2 separate regions of the Drosophila melanogaster genome follow, and region 1 is linked to region 2. The links are chromatin contacts, called in public Hi-C maps. All regions are on one chromosome and are shown on one strand. The core of a region is the stretch at or near the end of the contact, and the rest is flanking DNA. Distances in the headings are between cores, read along the strand shown. Region 1 overlaps bru3 (bruno 3). Region 2 holds the start of lncRNA:CR45178 (long non-coding RNA:CR45178).

Region 1 (6,868 bases), core at 552-3,051, 130 kb after region 2:
ATGGTTTCTATATTACTCTAGCTCCTTTTTAGTGCTGTCGTAATGCTAAAGAATTCAGGTACAATGACCAGGTAAGACCATTTTGAGTAGGAAAGGAGCGCAGCAAATCTTTACAATCAACGCTTTTTGGGGTTCCCCGCGCGTTTTGCTATTTTTAGGAGGGGCGTGGCCGTGACTGCCCAGTTACCAAACTGACTGTGGAGATAATCAAATGAAAAAACGTAAATGTCTCGTTAAATTGCACAGAAATTAGATTTTTCTTGCTCCCTCGCTCACTTTCCCTGCTGGCGTAGCGCCTCTCCGCTGCCTCTCTTTTTTTGCTCGCTCGGTTTTTCCCGGAAAATCAGAGCATGACCACTGGCTGTGTGTGAGTGGTGGCTGAGGGGGGCGGTGCGAGGACCTGTGTGAAAAATCAAATTAAGTATACGTAAAACGCGAACAGCGACAGGACATCCCCAGCAAGCGAACCGAAGCGGCTCCATCTCCCAGCTGAAAATCAAGGCGAGTTGTCGATTGGTAAAAGCTTTTAAGGTGCCCAGATAAAGGAGGGGCTAGTGATGGGTCGTGGGGGCTGTGGAGGATTCAAGGGGCACCGCACGCTAAAACCCAACTACTATGCTACCTTTAATTGGATTACAGGTGTATGGCTGTGCGTGTGTGAATGTCCACGGCGACGAGGGTTGCCCAACACACACCGAAAGTTGTGAAAAGCATAAGTTTGCATTTTTATGAAGTTGGCTAACCATATGCTGCCTGTGCAGTGGCGTTGGTTTTGTGCACGACTTGGCCATGCGGAGCATCTGGGAAGTATGGGTGTTACGAGATTAAGGTGTGAGATGGAAATGGTGACAAGATTGGGGGATAAAATCCTTAGCTCCCCCTCACCAATTTATACACTCGATAGTTAAGGACTCATTCCGCAGTCCATTTCGCGACGCTAACTTGATTAATACAGCCCACTCCATCGACCATTTTGCCTAGGCCTTTTGCTCAAATATTCATAAATATGTTTGCAGTTAAAGCAGGCCAACATTTCGAGCGGTTACAAAGCGAATTGGTTATTAACGTTATGGGTATATGCCCCTTATTGCCTCCCTTTTGGACGGCATTGAGCTGTGCATTTTAATTTAATTAAAAGTTATGGCAAATGTAGCGCAAAGGGGCAAAATGGTGGCTGGGGTAGGGGAAGCCAATAATAAACCAAATTATTGCATGTATTAAATGAGTTTTCCCCCGTTTGAGAGTGTGTGTTTGTGTGCTGTTGTTGATGTTGATGTTGCCTGCAATTAGGCGCAGCTGCTGCAAGGAGATGGAGATGCGAAGGGTATTCGGGCTCAGGCTCAGGCTCAGGTTGGTCCTTTCTGTTTATGGGCCGTGTTCCTGTGGCTTTTGAGCTTTTTGCGCCAAAACATTTGCCCTGCCATAATTGAGTTAGGCATGGCATTCGCACACAAGCGCAGAGACACATTGCATACCAACACAGGCGCAGAGAAAGTTTGCTTTACCATACTTTTGGGCGGTGAGAATTTCGAACCTTTTGTTTATGGCCCTGTCACGAGGTTTAATCTAATGTCAAATGCTGTGCATAATTTTCCATTGTTTCGGCTGTAATTGGCTTTTGTTGCTGCATAGTTCCAGCACGTGTATCTTCCCGGCCACGAAGAGTTGCCAAGATGTTGGCATTTCTTGGCTAATTGCATTAGTTTCGGTGCGCCCTGCATACTTTTCGTCCTGCCAATTAGTTGCAGTCCGCCCTGCGCACACACTTCCGACTCAATTAGTCGGCATCAATGATTTATTGCACACTTTTAGGCAGCCTAAGAAGAGCAAAGTTCTTCCTTTTCCGACGGACCCTTTTGGCTGCCTTAAAAGCCTAGGCCCTTCAACTGCAGTCTAAGCGGATTTCCAACGCATTTAAAGTTTATTAATAAGCAGTCTTGGCTTTGCTCGCTCAATGATGGCCCAGCTGTTATCACATATTTTTTTCTTTCCCAAACACAATAGGTGAAGCCCAGAGGAGATTATCTAGAATTTGGGCTGTTTTGAGTTCCCAGAATTACTTTCCTCAAATCGATGTTCTATAACCACATGGCGATAGCATGAATGGCCACCACACAGTTGTTAATTACCCTGATGGCAGCAGAAAAACCATTCAAAATGTCGAGCCCAAGTAAGCTGGCCTTTCATTAGCCTACCATCTAATTTCCGATAAATTCGGGTCTTAATTAGATTATTATTATTACTGCAAGTGCAGGCACCAAAGGAACAAACAACAGACCGGCTGGCCAGAGCGACCAGAAGCTAAACCAGTGGCAGTCGTACCAGTGAGTTGATCTTGTGGTCTGGGCCACAGAATAGGAGCGGCAACCACAGCAAAATATGTCTGGACCAAACACCACCACACCTCCTCGTGCCTCAAAAATCTCCTCAGACCACAGCATGTCCTGGAAACACTGCACCCAGGCAAAGCCTAACCGAACCAAAACTGAGCTGAAGCGAACTGTCTGCATAAGTTGAAGATAAACGTAAACCGCATGCACGGCACAATAAACAGACATCAGTGTGCATTTCCCTGACTATTTGTCAAAAACATTGCAATAACAACAGGGACAACAGGCCCACGCTTCGCCCTCCAGGATCAGGATCGGAATCAGGGCGACTGGGCAACTGGGCAGCGGCAGTTGCAGTTGCCGTGGCAGTGGAAGTGGCAGGGGCGGGGGCTCAACCAAAAACCGAACGCACAGATAAGCCCTTGAATGCAGTCCAAAAGGGTGCAGGATGTGGGGTGAAGTGAAGGTGTTTGCACTGGCAATGCCAGCGATAATAAACCAGCAGCAGCAACAACATCACACGATAGCAACAAGCAAAGCAACAACAACCTGCGCGAAATGAGAAATGCAGCATAATATTAACCACAAACTGAGATTGCAAGTGCAGAGATGGTCGGAAAGGGGGTTGCATGCAAACAGGCGTTCAATCTGCAGTTGCACTGAGAGAAAATGCAGAGAAAGGCTTACGATGCGATGATAAGACATGAGTTTAAATTTACGTTTTATTTATTTAGTATAATTTTATTGATTGGCGTAGAATATAGTGATATTATATTTTCTAAAGATCACAGAAAAAACAAGAAACAATCAAAATATCAACTGAGAATATTTACTATAAATTGTATATATTTTTAACGGTGCGTAGAATATCCTTTTGTTTTACTCACCACTTAAAGCGGCATATATGAAGATAGGAGGAACTTCACTATTTGAATGAAAATAACTTTTTTAGTGCTGTCAGTTTCGGTGGAGAGAGAAAAAAGAAGTTCATATCTTTACAAATGCACAACTTCGAAATTAGGCGTTTACGAGAAATCTAATTTCCTTGGCTCTGGAAAGTGCCTTCGTCATTTGACAACAAAAGCAGGCATCAAAAGATGGATTGGCCAATTTGGTTTTCGCAGTGTTTACCCTGTAGCTGGCATGGCCTTCACACCGGCCACGGGGCAACTTTCGGATGCGGGTTTTTCTAACGTAGCCCACTCCCAAGCTCCTCCTGACCAGAAAGGAGGAAATGAGCTCCTGCTGCTGATGCATTTCCCATGGACCGAATGCAACCTTCGCCTGGTAATAACAAACCAAACACTGCATAAATTCAGGCATCGAGTCTGGCTAGCCTCTCCGCCCCCAGAAACGGTGAGCTCTTCGTTTTCGCTTTGGTATTTGGTCAAGACTGTCTGTTTGTATTTGGATTTGGCTTGTTTCGCCAACTGCCAACAGGGCCCAAGCCCAAAACCCAACCCACCCAACCCAAACCAGATCCCGATCCCGAGCCCAACAGCCAAATAGCAGCCGAACTGCAGCGCCTATTGTTCGGCAATGGCTTTTGTTTTGTTAATTTGCTCGGTCCAACAACACAGCCAGCCGCCTGGGCAACTTTCATGGAATGCGCTTTGCTTAGGATTGACTTGGATTATTCGACTGGCAGACGTGGATGTGGGATGTTGGATTTGGGGCGTGGGAACTGGGTAGTGGTAAATGGAAAGTGGGGGCACCGGCAGATAACTAAGCTACTATCGAAAAATGGACACTCTCGATAGCAGGAAGGGTCCGAATCTGAGGGCTTAAATGGCTGCACCATGCACAGTATCTAAAGTCCCCAGAAAGTTATTCACCGAAGAGTGTAGTGGTAACTGCTCCCCAATCACCCAATTGCAGGACTCTAATCCCAGTTGTTGCGCCTTAGACCCATTTGAGGCTGCAGGGCGTAGTTAAACCAATTTTAATTACATGCATGCTGCACGCTGGAGTTCTGGACCTTATCAGCACCACAAAAATTAATGCCAAGCTAATTGAATATGAAAAGAGCAGACTACCGACTACCCCATACCGAAGACTAAGTCCCTGGGACGACAATACGACAAAGTGCCTGGGGGGATCTGGGCCAGAATATAAGCATTCCGGGCTGTCACTAATGGAAAAAGCATCAATGGCTTATGGATTCCAGTTTTTCGAATGGCAATGGCAAAAAATTTATGGATTTCATTCTCTATTCCTCGCATTTTCCTCCATCTTCCTCGGGGGAAGGAGGCCACCTGTCGTTTGGCGTATTTGCAGATATTCGCAGCACCCGGCAGAATAAACAAATGGCTAAGATTACACGGCAACTGCTAGTATGGCCTGGCATGGCCTGGCCTATGATTTCAAGGCGATGGCAGAGTGCGTTTTAAACTGACGCCCATGACGCAAACAATAACCTTATAAACCAACTCCCCCTGCCCCTTTCGACAACTACCATTCCCTGTGGGCGTGGGTGTGGGTGGTGTGGACGGGAGTGGGCGTGGTGCTGTATACACAAATAAACATTCAAGTGGAATTATTGCAACGAAATTCAAAGGATTACGACAAAAGCACGTTCACAGGATTCAGCAGCAACTACGGACTCCAGTGCAAGGCACGGCCCACGGATCGGCAACGGACTCTCCGGGTCGCCAATGACAACAATGCGGGCCTCGTGGAGCGGCAGGAGGAGCAGCTGGAGCAGCAGTAGCATGATGAAGCGTTGCCGTGAGGTGGAGCGGGTCAGGGGTCATGGTGTGCAGAGCCGGAGGGCGAGTGTGGTTCGGCAAGTTCAATGAAGGAAAATTATGAAGCCTTATTTATTGTTTATGCGTGCGCATAGCTCATGGAGAGCATTTCAAACCGGGAGCAAGTGGAAGTGGAAGGACTTGTAATTTTTGTCCGGCAATATACTGGAAAGGCAAAAATGGATTAATACGCTAGATGATTGGCTTTAAGGTCATCACTTCTATAAATTCTTATCGAAAAATATTTGAGGGTTTAATGCAATTTAGTGATACATGTAAGGTCCCTTATATCTCTAAAATCCCTTGATAATAATAAAAATGTTTTTTCTTTCCGCATAGTTTAAGGGTATTCCGAGAATCACTATCAAGGACATCCGACTTCTTTCTGCGACCAGCAAGGACCTGGAGAAGGAGCAGCAGGAGTCAGATGAAACGGAACGGAATGGAGTGAAATGAAACGCGGCTTGGCAAGCGGTTCACGGAGCATGTGAAAAATTTGCACAAATAAATATGAATTGCACTTTAATGCATATTAAGCGAATGCGAAGGATGCCGGCGAATGGCGAAGCACGGGATGAAAAATTCTGGGAGCCGGGGAGGTGGGCTTTCCAGAGGAGTTTATTATTAAATAAAGTGCCCACTGTGCGCCATGTTTGTTTGTATTCAATATTTATTGTTGTGTATAATTGAGTGAAAAGTTATATGTTTGTGTGATTACACACAGGGGGCAGCGGAGGGATCATTGTGAGTGGTTATATTGGGGGGGTTAATACCGCGAAATTCAATATTACGGCATCGCAAATAAAAATGATATTGAATTGTTGGGAATTTTTATTAAGTAAGCATATCAAGTAAGGGAAGCTTGCCACAAACCGCAAGCCACCTACCCGCCCATCGTCATCATCGACCATTACTCTGATCCCACTGTAAATATTCGTAATTGGGGCTCGAGATGGAGCGGACGAGAAATGAAGAAGAACTCACCCGGGAATTGCAAAAGTGTTTAAGGAAATCATTTCGCCGAATGCCGAATGAATTGCCAGACTTACCTGGAAGGAAAAAAGCAAACGATAAAACAATTAGCCATATGCAAGTTAAATCAGTGAATATAAAACGCCGGTGGAGTGCTGAAATTACATCGATCGGGAGGAACGCAAAGAAAACTTCCCGCACTCGGCAGAAATAAATTATGAAAGACGTTTGCAACGGGCACTTTTAAGGATTTTAATGTAACTTTATAATTACACTCCGAAGGAGGCTAAAGTCGTATTCAAAGGCGGATTGTAAATTTAATCTTTTACAAAGGAAAGTACTTGGGGATGTGGGGAATAGTTTAAGGAGCTTCTATATACGAGAGACATAAATAGTCCTTAGGCTGAAACTATACTAAGAGTTGAATTGAAATACTATGGAATCTCTGATTGTAAACATTTGTTGCAAATAAATCACCGATCGTCTGCAACATTTCGCTTACACAGACTCATTTTTATAGATTACTTTACACGGAATGTGCCCAGTCTATCGACGCAGAATGCATTAAAGGTTTATTGCCCATATCTCTGCCACGCCCATCGGTCAGCTTTGTTACATAAAACGCATTAGCATTGGCCTTAAAATATTTATGCCAAAATCCGGCGAACATTTTCGGCAAGTCGCTTTTACAAAGTTCGACGCCATTAAATTGAGCCTCCGAATGCTTCCACCCACTGACGCCCACAGTGTCTTCCAATAGTTTATGAGCGCAGCTTATGAAAATCCTTTTGTTACACAATTTTACAGTTATTTTAAGGG
Region 2 (6,876 bases), core at 21-2,520:
CCTACAATCGAAGACGGAACTGTGAATACTCTTCGTAAAATATGAGAAGAGAAGAAAATTCCCTTTAAATATGTACATCAAGCATTGCAATTATATATCATCCCATTCTGATTCCTACTAAAAAGTAATTAAGTATCGAATTATTCGAATTTTTTATCGACATATTTTTTAATACATTTCTTTTATCCGAAAAAATGTGGAACCGAGTGGAGAATGGATTTTTCTAGATTAAAAAATACGATTTTTGATAGAAATCAATAAGGTTAATGACTTCTGAATCTTCCCGCGGCAAGTGTGACTGAAATGTAACTGTTGTAATTGCCTCTGCCCAATACAGTTTATGGCTGCAACAACGGTTAGTGGCAATGCCAAAAGCCATGCCACAGCTAAAGACATGGTAATTAGTGGCTCACACATAAACGCACCAACGCATTTTCGCACCCGCACGCTGTAAGGCAGAATTTATGCATTTGCGTAGCTCGGCCATGTCCTGCGTCGTGTCCTGGCGCCTACAGCCGCCTGCGAGTGTGCCATGCTTTATTTTAAATGGTTTTAATTGTTGTGTCAACACAGGCACACAAACACACACGCACGCACTCGCGCACAGAGAGCCACGCACACCAACGCAACGAGAGAGGCTGCAGGCGGGCGGCTGTCAAACCGCAGAGCGCCTAAATGCATGCTTTAAAACTTGTTTGCCAGCAAAGCTAATGAGCTTTGCCATTACACAACAACAAGAGCGGCTTCGCACTTTGTTTGCGGTTGTGTCATTAACAGCAGGCGCCGCAGTCCTTGGCCCAAAAGCAGCCAAGGAGGCAGAAGTTATTACCAACGACTAAACATAAGTAAGTGATATTTGCCCAGGGGGGCTAGAGGTTTAGGCGGTGGCGGCGGTACAGGCCAAATATTAACTCATTTCGGTTTGGGAATCGATCCTGTTAGGCCTGTAAAAACTTTCCCCTGACTGTGGCCTGTGGATGTGGTAGGTTCAGTTTGAGGAATTAATTTAATTAAAACTGATTAGAGAACATTGGCGGCAGGCGAACAGGAATGATTGAGCTGTTTGCTGTGCAGCGGAGCGAGTCAGCTGGCCGGAATAGATGGAAAATACATTTCCATAAACACATTTAATTGAATTAAATATTATCGAATGCGAAAAAAATCGCTATTTGTCTTTAATTTTTCCAATGTCTGACTGAACTCTGTATTATAAACGGGTTTTTATAACTTTATTCACAGGCAGTTCCGAACGCGGACACTTTTGTTTTTCTGTCATAATACCTTTTGCTTTAGTTATTTTTCATGTTAATTAATTTTGTAATTAAATATGCATTTATGGCCTGGCGCGAACATAATTCATCTGGCGTACATGTGAGTGTATATCCGATATGTGTGTGCTTATGCCATTTTCAATATATTTATCTCGGCGCTCATTTATATTTGCATATATTTTTAGCCAGCGGCCATGTTGACACATGTTTGAAACGTAAATAAATAATGCAACAAACAAACAAGGAGCAAACGCAACGGACACCGTGAACGGGGATGTGGGCGGGTAAATTTTGGTGGGTAAATATATTTCAAATAAATATTAATGGCTGCGACCAGGCGCAAATGATTTTCATGTAATTATACAAATAGCTAATTATTTTTGATTTTTAATTAAAATAAAAATGGCCGTCGGCGAGGCGGAGAAAGTCCATTAAGGAAAAGCCGCCAATTACAAGATTAACTCGCATAGAAAATAAAGGCTTTGATGGCAAAATACCAAACAGTGGTAGTCAAATAAATTAAAATGATTTATATGCAGATTAAAAAGATCCTTTCATATATGTACGTATATATATTGTATAAATATATAAGTGCATCTGTCCTCAACTAAATGCAAATGAGCCTGTAAAAATGCATTTTCAGTGCTCATCAAATGCGCAGCTCATCAATCGAATACGATTTTTGTTATATGCGGTGCAAAATCATTTGTCTGTCAGCACAATTATAATTATTTTATTATTATTATAATTCGCTGCTAGCGTGTCTATTTGTTTTAATGGCCAATGCATAAATAAATGCCAAATTACATTAATAGCATTTGTTCAATGCTCAGCCATGACTTCCGCCTGTGTGAATGCGAATTGTTCAGTGGCGAGCGAATCAATTTTTGGAATTTAACCAATGTTCAGCCAGTCGGAGAAATGTTTTCCACTAAAGTTAATTAACAATTGTTTTGTACATGGCACAGGCACATGGCGATTGTTGTGGTTCGCTGGGAATGCATTTTAATGGATTGTTTGTCAGGGATTAGCATGCGGACAGTGGCCAAGCACTGGATAAAGTCGCAAATGCAATATTTTATGCCTATGGCTTTCGACTGCTGAGCCTCCTCAGTGCACACCGAACATTAATCAATCCAAAATAATAAAAATGAAGCCCGCCCGTAGAATGTACACATTTAATCTACCAGAAAACACTTGCTGCGAATCCCTTGCCGAACCCTTGTTGAAGTAAATATGAAATTTGAGTAATTGTTTTTGGGGTCATGTCTGGAGGCCAATCATAAATCATGGAAGCTGTTCCATAGTTTTAGGCGCTCGTCCATAAAGGCCCTATTACAATGTAAAGCGAAACCGATGGCAAAGGATATGTATGGCAACAAATTGCAGGTGGCCTCATGCTACTCCTTGCGCCAGGATGTGTGACAAAAAAGCAACAATCACCATTAGTGTCACCCGCCATCATCAATCATCGACAGGACCGTCCAAGGTGGACACTTGCCAGGACCTTCTCATTCTTAACACTCAATTCCTTTCCATCGTGTTGCTCAGTTTAAAGCACTTTTAAGTAGATGAGCGATACGAGGCTTTGTTTTTTATGTCAGTGTCAGCTGTTGTTTGCTCTAATATTTTCGTGTTCGGCTTTGTCAAAAGAATATCTTTTCCTTTTTCTTTTTTTTGTAGAACCGGTGCTAATGAAGTGTTCGGGAGTGACGTCGCAGATTCTCGCCTTATTTGTAATTGTTTTTGCCGGCGCTTTAGCACTCGAGTGTCATCATTTATCACAAAATAATTAAAGGTCTAGCAACCTTCAAAAAGATTTTGCACAAAGTGCAGTCAAAGTTTTGGTCCCAGGTAAGCGAGCTCTCCAACTTTTTCAGGTGCGCTTCAAAGTCGTTGCAAAAAATGTTTACAGATATGCAACTTCAGCGGGGTTCGAAAAGGGACGACGGGACGAGGGGACGCACGACAAAACACTTGGTAATAACTGCCAAAAAGTTTTCAGTCTACTCGAATGTGGTTGTTGTTGTCTCTGGCTGCGACTTCAAAAATATAATTTATGGCCCCATAGCCGCGGGTTCAGCCCGAGCATCGATAAGGTGGCTGAAGTGGCAAGATATTTGTACTTTTCCGAAAGGAACCCCCGAAACACTTATGGGCAAACTTTTATATAAACCCTCCCTCCACCCACTCACTCACACACTTGCACAAACAAATGCAAACACACATGTGTGTCTGACAAAACATTGTTGCATAGTTTTTGGCCACTTGGCAGGGCTGGGGATGCAATTTTTTGAAAGGGGAGATCGCTAATAGAAATAGGAAATGTTTACAAAGTATTTTCATAACTGCAGGCACACTGACACCTGACACAGGTGCGCTAGTGTGTGTATGAGCGCGCCTGAAGGTATGCAATAAATAAGGCAGACAAATATTTCAGGACGTCGAGAGGGCGGGATGATGAGGGACGAGGCAGTGGCAGTGGCAGTACTTAAGCGAAAAGGAGACGGGCTAGCTGGCATTCTGACACTCTGGCTAAATAATTTTGCACACGCATCTTAACCCTTCGGTGCCCTCGGTCCTCGGCCCTCTGGGCTGCCTGTCTACCTGTTTATGTCTGCCCAGCTCCTTTTCCGTGCCAGGATAAATATGAAAAACATGCTAAAAACTTTCAGGGCAACGTCTTCTCCTTCGGGTCCTACTTCTTCTCCTCCTGACAGCGTCTGCTGTCTCGGCAGCATTTTTTAAGGTGCAACATTGCTGGGGCATCCTTTATGCCACGCCTCTTTCGCATTTTGCATAACAAAAGTGCAAACTCATTTCTCGGCCGCCTGCGGAAAAGCGCGTGGGCGTGGCAGATACCGTTGCGATCCTTCCTATATAGGTTGTATCCTTCTTTTTCGTGTTTTTTTTTTTTACCAGTTGCATGCATGAAATTTAATGGCGTGCACTTTGTTGTTGTCGACGTAGCGACACTCAGGACACTACTATGCAAAACATTTCGTGCTGTTTTGGTATGTGAATTATGTATCTGAATTTTCCTTTCTTTTCGCTGCGACATTGCTGCCTCAGAAATTATTCGTCTTGGCTGCTTAATTTAATGTCGAGTGAGATGAAAAATGAGCTTCCGGCTGACGGACAACATGAAATCTGGCTAATAAACACGGAACCATTTGGCAAGCCCTTTCTCTTTTCGTCATCTTTTTTTTTTTTTTTTTGAGACGCAATCGAAGTGCCGGCCCGTGTGTAGATTAAATGTTTAAAAATTAATCGAGCCGAACCCAGGCGACCCTTCTTCACACTTGGCATTTTCGTTTGATTTATGGCCACGACGTCAGGCTTTTTACTTTAAATGCCACAGGACGAAGGACGAAGAATCCAGGAGAGGCAGCACGGCAGCACACAACAATTTCAAATTGCCAGCTCAAATTTTTTGAAAGGCGGCGACATTTTTGGCAAATTTATGTATTTGTCACATTGCTGTTGTAGGGACATAAAAAAATAAAACTCAATGGCGAAGAGAGAGTGGGGCGAAACTTTTTGCCGCAACATTGTTTTTGCTCCTTTGCCGCCGTCGCTCTGCATATGATTTATTGCAGGGGAAATGCATGTGCCCAACGGCAGGAAGGACTCGCCAAAAGCTGACTGTTTGGGAGTCCTGCCAGTTGCAGGGCATTTGGCTGCAACAAAACGCAAATTTGTCTATTTCGTCAAAATGGTCGACAGGCGTTTGGGGTTTTCCAGAGCCTGGTCGTCCGTTGGCCTCGTCTGCTGTTGACATTTACCAAGCAAACCAAATTCAGCCGAATGCTCCGCTGTCTCACTGGCAGTGTCTCGCTTTTTTGTTTGCCAGCAAGTCCTTGCATCCTTGGGCTCTGCATGGGCAAAAGTTCAGCGCAAAACCAAGACAAATCACATGCTTTTACACAGGGCAAATTGTCTGTTGTGTTTTTTGCACGACTATAAATTATGCTGGGCTAGATTTTTTGGCCCCGCCAGCATGTGCAACATTTGCATACTTTTAGTTTAGGGCAATCACATGGTTTAAGTGCGCAGAGCCACGCCCACAAGGTCACCGCTCAAGGGCAAAGAGTGGTTCAGCAAGAAGAGCCGAAGCGAAATTGATGTGTCTGCCGCTCGTCCTTCTTCCTGGGACAGGACTAAATAAACTTAATTTTTAATTTCGCCCCAGAAGGGATAAGGAGCAAAACAAAAATATGAAAAGTAAAAGCAAAGAAAAATGCGTTAAGTTCTCCCTTTTATGCCCAGCCCATAATTTTTTTTTGGTCCCACGGGGGAGGCAAGAAAAGGGTTTTTATTTTCGAAAGGAAGTGCAAAGTTTTGTTTGCCCAAAATCAACAAACACAAAAATGTTGGTAAAAATTTCGCTTTTTCTCGTCGTGCTGTATGTTGTTGTATGTACATTATATTATAAGCAAACACATATACATATAAATATTTGCCATAAGAAAAGATATGCCGACGTCGTCGCTTTTAGTTGTTCCTGTCATCCCCGAATCCTTGGCCGCTGCTCCTCAATGTTTGTTTGTGCCTTAGTGCGCAAAAAGTAAATTATTTATCTAGGAGACGAAGCCAGAAGGAAATAGGAAGTGCTCTCTGTGTGCACGAGTGTGTGTGTTGCGTATAAATGTTAAGACAAACAGAAGACAGGCAAAGCATACATTGCCACCCATTTCCAGCAAACCAAACCAAACCACCCACCACCCACCACCCATCCAACAAGTACACACAACGCGGCTTTCAATTAGAACAAGCGAAACGCGCAAAATTAAAAACACGCAGTGCAAGACAAACAGTGAAACCGGAAAAGTGGGCGGGCGGAGGCAAATCTCCCGGCCGGAGCTCCTTTTTCCTCTATTCTCGGGCATCAAATGAAAAACTCAAATAGAAAGAACCGAGGGATTTCTTTTTTTTTTCTGCTCTCTTATAGCCGGGAAGCATAGATTTTTTCGGGATTTACCGGCTTAAGAGGAGAGGATAAAATGGGAACGGAACCTTACTCGATGACTGAATGGGCAGCGAATCCAACCTAATTGTTGGACAATTGCCAGAGCAACTGGCATCTTGAGCGACCGGCGAAGCGGCTTAAGTTGTTGCAATTACAAGCGATGCAGATAGGGGCCACATGCCACGACGATTGCTCCATCCTAACCAGTCTCGAGCACTTTAAGGCCAAGTGCCGTGATATGGCCAACTGCGGCCGGTTGCATTCCACTTGCAATTACTGAGCACTAGTTGGCCAACGGGGCGTATGGGGTACGGCTAAGATAAATACACTCGGCTCTGGTCTTAAATTGAGGCGGCTAATGAAAAAGGGTATCAGAGCAAGGACAACGAAGGGAAAATTTGAAGTAAGTCTGGTGTACTGCGACTGACTCACTGACTCCCTTTTTGCCTTTTTCAATTTTCATTTTCGCAGCTAAACTGTGAAACAATTTTTAATTAACACTTTCAAGTTGAGCAGCGGCAGCGGGTAAAAGAAAATACAACGCAAACACACGCAGATAGAAATACGTATATATATATATATATATATATAAAGGGAAGAAAAAAAGAAAGGAGCAAAAACGGAAAGAAGGAAAAC

The links. Hi-C and Micro-C count contacts between places; a contact is called where the count stands out from the background.
Region 1: a contact with region 2 is called in a Hi-C map of the Kc167 cell line, with 1.5 times the contacts expected there. The contact joins the enhancer-like site here to the promoter of lncRNA:CR45178 in region 2. A contact is called at or near these places in 10 of 107 Hi-C or Micro-C datasets (the Kc167 cell line, the S2 cell line, cellular blastoderm embryo and 4 more).

Annotation. Positions count from the first base shown.
Region 1 is chr3L:13,686,845-13,693,712 of dm6, forward strand. The region is part of intron 4 of bru3 (bruno 3); the gene reads right to left. Among named protein-coding and RNA genes, the nearest start is that of mir-289, 69 kb to the left of the region's middle. Within about 2 kb of position 1,802, at least 11 of the 39 cell types and tissues checked have an H3K27ac peak or open chromatin away from gene starts, as enhancers often do. A contact at or near this core is called in the Kc167 cell line, cellular blastoderm embryo and gastrula embryo, where this site is marked.
Region 2 is chr3L:13,556,485-13,563,360 of dm6, forward strand. It overlaps lncRNA:CR45178 (long non-coding RNA:CR45178), which reads left to right and starts at 1,271. Exons shown (of 2, transcript NR_124933.1): 1 at 1,271-1,371; 2 at 1,457-1,617. All of the region lies in intron 7 of bru3 (bruno 3), which reads right to left.